Linked DNA regions of Mus musculus: region 2 is linked to region 1. A link is a contact called in public Hi-C data. All regions are on one chromosome and are shown on one strand. Each heading gives the region's core, a stretch centred on a gene start, on an enhancer-like site or on the middle of the called end of the contact. The rest is flanking DNA. Distances are from core to core; before and after follow the strand shown.

What was found. A called contact is a pair of places that touch in the nucleus more often than the background predicts.
Region 2: a contact with region 1 is called in a Hi-C map of regulatory T cells, with 4 times the contacts expected there. The contact joins the promoter of Cog5 here to the promoter of Prkar2b in region 1. A contact is called at or near these places in 1 of 39 promoter capture datasets (the HPC-7 cell line), 1 of 484 Hi-C or Micro-C datasets (regulatory T cells) and 3 of 115 datasets of contacts at active chromatin or transcription factors (astrocytes, double positive thymocytes and memory CD8 T cells).

What each region holds. Positions count from the first base shown.
Region 1 is chr12:32,059,941-32,062,973 of GRCm38.p6, reverse strand. It overlaps Prkar2b (protein kinase, cAMP dependent regulatory, type II beta), which reads left to right and starts at 1,697. Exons shown (of 11, transcript NM_011158.4): 1 at 1,697-2,192. The coding sequence starts at 1,892. Gm51992 (a long non-coding RNA gene) reads left to right here. Exons shown (of 3, transcript XR_003950224.1): 2 at 1-61; 3 at 691-755.
Region 2 is chr12:31,653,480-31,656,211 of GRCm38.p6, reverse strand. Cog5 (component of oligomeric golgi complex 5) reads right to left here and starts at 1,343. Exons shown (of 23, transcript NM_001163126.1): 1 at 1,229-1,343. The coding sequence starts at 1,322. Dus4l (dihydrouridine synthase 4-like (S. cerevisiae)) reads left to right here and starts at 1,386. Exons shown (of 7, transcript NM_028002.2): 1 at 1,386-1,522.

The DNA.
Region 1 (3,033 bases), core at 448-2,947:
AATGCACCACTGGCCAAAGCAGTCACAATCCCCCTTGCGTTGCACTCCGGGCTTAGGAATGGTAAAGTTGTTCTGTGGAAGAGCACATGGGCTGGGAGGTACCATTACTCACTTTCAGAAAATAAAATGTATGTGGTCAGAAGTTGTAGCCAAAAGAAAAGATGAGTGTTTGCTGCCGGAAGGAGGCTCCTTTCTCTTCCCCACTTTCCTGTTAGCTGACTTAGAGGAAATGACTGGAGGTGGAGGAGCCACAAAGCCAGAATTACACAGCAATGAGCTTGAATGAGCGAGGATTCTTGATCGACATTGAGGACCGCAACGATAAAATCCCATCTTAACTAGTATTCTTTGCATTTTCTGCTGAGCAGTAGGGAGAAACATGATAGAAATACATCTTAGATTATTGGATCTGCAAAACATTTCGGTAGAGAACTTGACTAATACTGTGTTCCATATGGCCTCATGTGAAGACCACATTTTTCTGAGTTTATTTCTTATACACCACACAATTACAATTTAGAAGTATGTTATTTTAAAAAAAACACACACCAGTATTATTATTATGAGGTTAAGAAACTGAACTTGAGAAATGAATTCCCTTATGAAAAAAAAAGATAAATAAACATTGTAAACAAATGGGTAAGAAGCAATTTTTAAAAAATAAAACGAAATGATATTTTTGATTTCTAGGTTTTGGGTTTCGTGAGTCACATATTTTCCTTATGTGTGGGCAGAAAGGTAAGTGAGAACAACTAAGGAAATAAAATAAAACTCAATAAATAAATAAAACTTAAGAATAAAATAAAACTCAAGTGAGTTTGCACTTGGACTGCTTTACAATGAAATGGGCATCGTAGAAAATAAAGTATGCATATTTATACAGCGTTTAATTTGGCAAAAGATAAATTTTTCTGTTTCAAAATTCTCAGAATAGGCTCGTTTTAAAGACAAGGGTTTTCTTTAAAAAGCACAAATGTGTAGTTCTCTTTTCCTTTTTATTGCTATATTCAAATTTTGGAGATTTAATTGAAGTGACGCAAAGTGTCAGGAAAGGTTTTAAAAATAAGCAACAAGAGGCTAATCAGGTAACACACCCTTAGTTGTCTGTCCAGCTGCCCTGACTACCCTGTATCCTGTCTTGAAGGATCAACTAACTTTGTTAAGTGCTACACAATAAATGCGGCCTTTGTCTCAGTAACCAGTAGGAAATGTACTAAGCAGAGTGTGGCAGAGCATCTGTAAGGCAAACCATCACAGCCACGAGGCTAAAAGGCGGAATTAAAGAAAATTTTGTGACAGACAAGTGGCAGCATCTCTTTTATCCAGAAGAGAACCAGTAGGGCTGTGCGACTAACAAAAGACACCACGCACGTTTCTCTTGGGGTTGGATTCTAGGAAAAGGAAAAGCCACCAAGGTGGAGGCTGAAGTTTCAGCAGGAATTGCGCCGCACCAACTCTGCGTGGGACAGGGAGAAAGGTGCGTGGGATTCGCTCAGGGAGCTCAGGTGGAGCGCGCGGCCTCAGCCCCACGCCCCAGGCTCAGGCTGCCTCCACCCTGGGGCCACTTGAGAGGCGGCAGTGCTCCCGCCCGCCGGGTTGCCATGGTTTCCGGGGATCACGTGGGCGCGCGGGCGGAGGCGGGGCGCCGGGCGGGGGGCGGCGCAGCGGCGGCGGGAGCAGGAGCGGGAGGAGCTGGAGATGCTGCCAACCCTCCCCGGGCTGTGCTCGCTCTGCTGCTGCCGCCGCACGGAGCAGCCTCGCCGGGGGCCCAGTGCGCCGCGCTCGCAGCCGGTAGCGCCCGGGGCGCTCGCTCGGGAGCCGCGCAGCCCGAGACCGGACCGCGGATAGGGGGCGAGGGCGGCGTCCAGGCGCCTCGGCGTGCACGGGCAGGATGAGCATCGAGATCCCCGCGGGGCTCACGGAGCTGCTGCAGGGCTTCACGGTGGAGGTGCTGAGGCACCAGCCCGCCGACCTGCTGGAGTTCGCGCTGCAGCACTTCACGCGGCTGCAGCAGGAGAACGAGCGCAAGGGCGCCGCGCGCTTCGGCCATGAGGGCAGGACCTGGGGGGACGCGGGCGCAGCCGCCGGGGGCGGCATCCCCAGTAAGGGTGTCAACTTCGCCGAGGAGCCCATGCGCTCCGACTCCGAGAACGGCGAGGAGGAGGAGGCCGCGGAAGCAGGGGCGTTCAACGGTGAGGACCGGCCCCCTCGCGCCCTGAGCCCCGGCCGCCGCGTCCGCCTCACTCTCGAACCCCGCCTCGCTCTTGAACCCCGGGCTGAGCTCCCCACCTTCCCCGTGCTCTCCACCTTCCCATTACGCCCACCCCCTCAGCACCCATTTCGGTCGCTCCCACTCGCCCACCTTCCTACTCAGCTCTCTTGTCATGCCCTCCCTTTCTCTGGAGGTGGGGAAAGGAGAGGTTGCGCTCCCGCTGCCCCTCTGTCACCTCTCTTTCCGGGGCGATTTAGGGTGGGCATCTTGCTGGATCGTTAACTTTCCCGTGGTTGGAGATGTCTCAGGCTCCGGGAGTACCATTGTGCATGAAGGGCGCTTGGCGGCCTCTTTTCAGCCCTTTAGATTTATTAATGGAGTGTTCTGGGAGAAAGGGCGAAGCATGTAGGACTCAGTGAGAAGAGTGTGAAATCGGACTCGCTGAGGTAAAACAAATTAACGATAATAGCTGTGACATTCTTGGAATACGAATAATTTATTTTCCAGTTTTTCCAATACCATGTGGTGGCGATATTTTTGGACATATAACAAAGGAGCATATTTAGCCTGATACCTAGGGGGTCTTTGGCATGAGGAAATAGGCCAATGATTTTCTTTCTTTAAAAAAAAAGATACAAAACATATATTGAATGATTTTGATGTTCTTTTTAAAGTGTGTGGAAAAAAAAATAACACCATGGGAAGTTCTAAGAGCTTTGTCAGTTGTCTTAATGAAAAGCCAGCCAGCATCTAAGGACCACGCCAGACACTGAAGCTAGAGAGAATGAATGGGAGAGAAAGGGATTGTTTTAAATAGCTGC
Region 2 (2,732 bases), core at 94-2,593, 410 kb after region 1:
TTAAACACACACACACACACACACTCGTTTCAGGATTTTGAAACTTGGTTAAATTTAAATTTCAATTAAGACACAAAGATGAGGTGCATCAGGCAGAAACTCTAAGAATATACCACAACCTAACTCTGAAAAACATCACTAGTCTTGACAAGATATAAAATATCTATTAAAAAGATATAAAATATTCAACAATCAGGGAAAACACCATAATTTAAATTTCAGTTTGATCCTTTAAGCCACTCTTATGTGGAAAATTAAAAAAAAAAATCTGTTCCTACTGTATGCAGAATACTGCTTTTAACTCTGTGGAATATAAAAAGAGGTTCCTATGCTTGGCTTGGTAGCCTTTGATCCCAGCAGGTGGTAGACAGAAGCAGGTGTATCTCTGTGAGTTCAAGGCTAGACTGACTGATCTACAGGGAGTTCCAAAACAGTCAGGGTTTCATAGAGTAACCCTGTCTCAAAAACAAGGGGGAAGGGGATTGGGGAGGAGGAGGCGCAAGGGCCTCGGAAGCAATTAAGGTGATAAATGCAAACGCTTTTAATAGATGAAAGAACTTAGTGTCAACTAGAGAAAAGATGGGATGATTAAGGCCTAATACCTTTAGCAAACTGAATTTTGTTCTGTCTCTCAGATTGAGCATTAATACAACCGAACTTGACTTTCAAGCGTACTATACTATAGAAAGGTATATAGTTAATTTACTTGGGATAATTTCTCTTCAAACTACCAGTAATCCTGACTTCAGTACTCGACATGTATGGATAACAGAGGCACCTGCATAGCCCAAGAACTGAACACGGAAATTTCCAACTCCACATTTTGCATCCTCCATCCCTTTCCTTAAGCAGCGAGCGGTCTGTCACCTAGGGTGAGTTCACACTTCTGGGCACGGACAGTGCAATCCTTGGTCAGGAACTGAGCAGCAGTAGCGGCTATCAGCCCCGACCACGTCGTGCAGGAACTACAGCGATGTCCCGGGCGCATCATGATCCAGTGCAAACCCCAGCAACTAGACACCAGGTGTTTTCCCCAAGACACCCACGGGAAGAGAGGAACACGTTCCCCGTGAAACTGGGGGACCAGGACAATCCCGGACGCCAGGGGGCCGGGCGGAGGGGAGTGGCCAAGTCCAGACAGGAAAACTTTGTGCAAAGTGACCGGTAGGATTCTCGGACTCTGCGCAAGGCAGGGCGACCCAGGCCGGGCCACCGTCCGACGCCTTACCGTCCTGCAGGATCGCCTGCACGGTCGCCGCCACTACTGCGGAACCCGAAGCCCCACGGCCTGCTACGGAAATTGTGCTGTCTCCACCTTCCATGTTGGCAAGTGCCGGGTTGATGACGTCTTGCAATCGCCCCGCCCTCCAAGTGACGCAGAATCAAGGCGCCGCCCCACCTGCCCGGCCCGGGTTGCGTTTGGGAACCTAAGTACTACAATCCTACGTGCAAGGAAAGACAGGTCGCCGCCGGGGCCTTCTCCCATTCCGCTCCGGACGCAGCCACCGCGCCGATCTCCAACGCAAGTATTGGGCCTGAGAACTCCGGCGTGGGGAAGAGGCTCTTGGGAGCGTCACGGCCCTCCTCGCCCAACACGTGGGAGCTTAGGGCTGCTCAGCCTTACCTAGTCCCCGCCTGGAGTGGCAAGCCCGGGTAGCAGGCAGTATATGCTGGGGAAGAATAGTTGTTAAGCTCTGCCCTTAAAAATAAAAACGTTTAAATATTCGTAACTATTTATTGAGTTGGTCTGGAGCTACTCTGCATTTTGCATTCCCTTAACATCGCCTCAGAAGATTTTTCCCTCCTGTGTTTGACCTCAGTCACGATGCGGTAGCGAGAGGCAGCGCGCCTAGAGTTGCATTAGATTTCAGTATGCATAGTTTACGAAACTACTTTGTTTGTAATAATCATACACGACGAATAGCATTATCTGAATTACAGGATGATTTTCTTTCCTTAGCTTTCTTGTTTTTCACAAAAAAAAGATTGACTTTAGTCTACATATTAATATGCAATAAAGTTTTTAACGCCCACTATACATACCAGCACAAGTTTTCAAAAAAAAAAAAATTCACTTATATTTTAAAAGGAATTCTAGGTGTAGAAGCACATATTACCAAAATATTATGTCCGGTGCTGCATGCTTTGGAGAACTTTAAAACAAAATATTGATACCTTCATCCCATAAGTTCAGAGAGCTGTTTTTGGTCTTGGATGTGACTTAAGCATTTTTATTCCTAAAAGTTTCTGCATCCTAATTTACTATCAAGATTGAAAGCTATAGCTTATTCAAGAAATTCATACTGAAGCAGACTTTGCCATTTAGTCTGGCCACAAGAATGAGTAAGAGCAAAATCATGCTTTAGAAAGTCAGTCATGACGCCATTGCCGATCACCACCTCCTAGTGTGTACCAGTTCTGTAATGTGTAAGATTCTTCCCTCCTTTGCAAATAGTCTCTTAGTGGTTTACTCCGTGTTTATTCCTCATATCGACATAGCCCATCTCTGACTTAGCTTAATTACGCTCCCATTTTCCTCTGAACAGTGTTGACACTTCCAAAGATTTCTTGCAAGCCATGACATCCTTCAGTATATTGGCCTTGTGTTCATTTAGCCTACTGCCAAACATTAAAGACTGAATTTTGAACAACTAGCCTTTTATAGAGTTAGCTTTTATCTGGCAATAGATTACAAAGGCCAAAATGGAATATAAAAACAAAAACTATGAAGT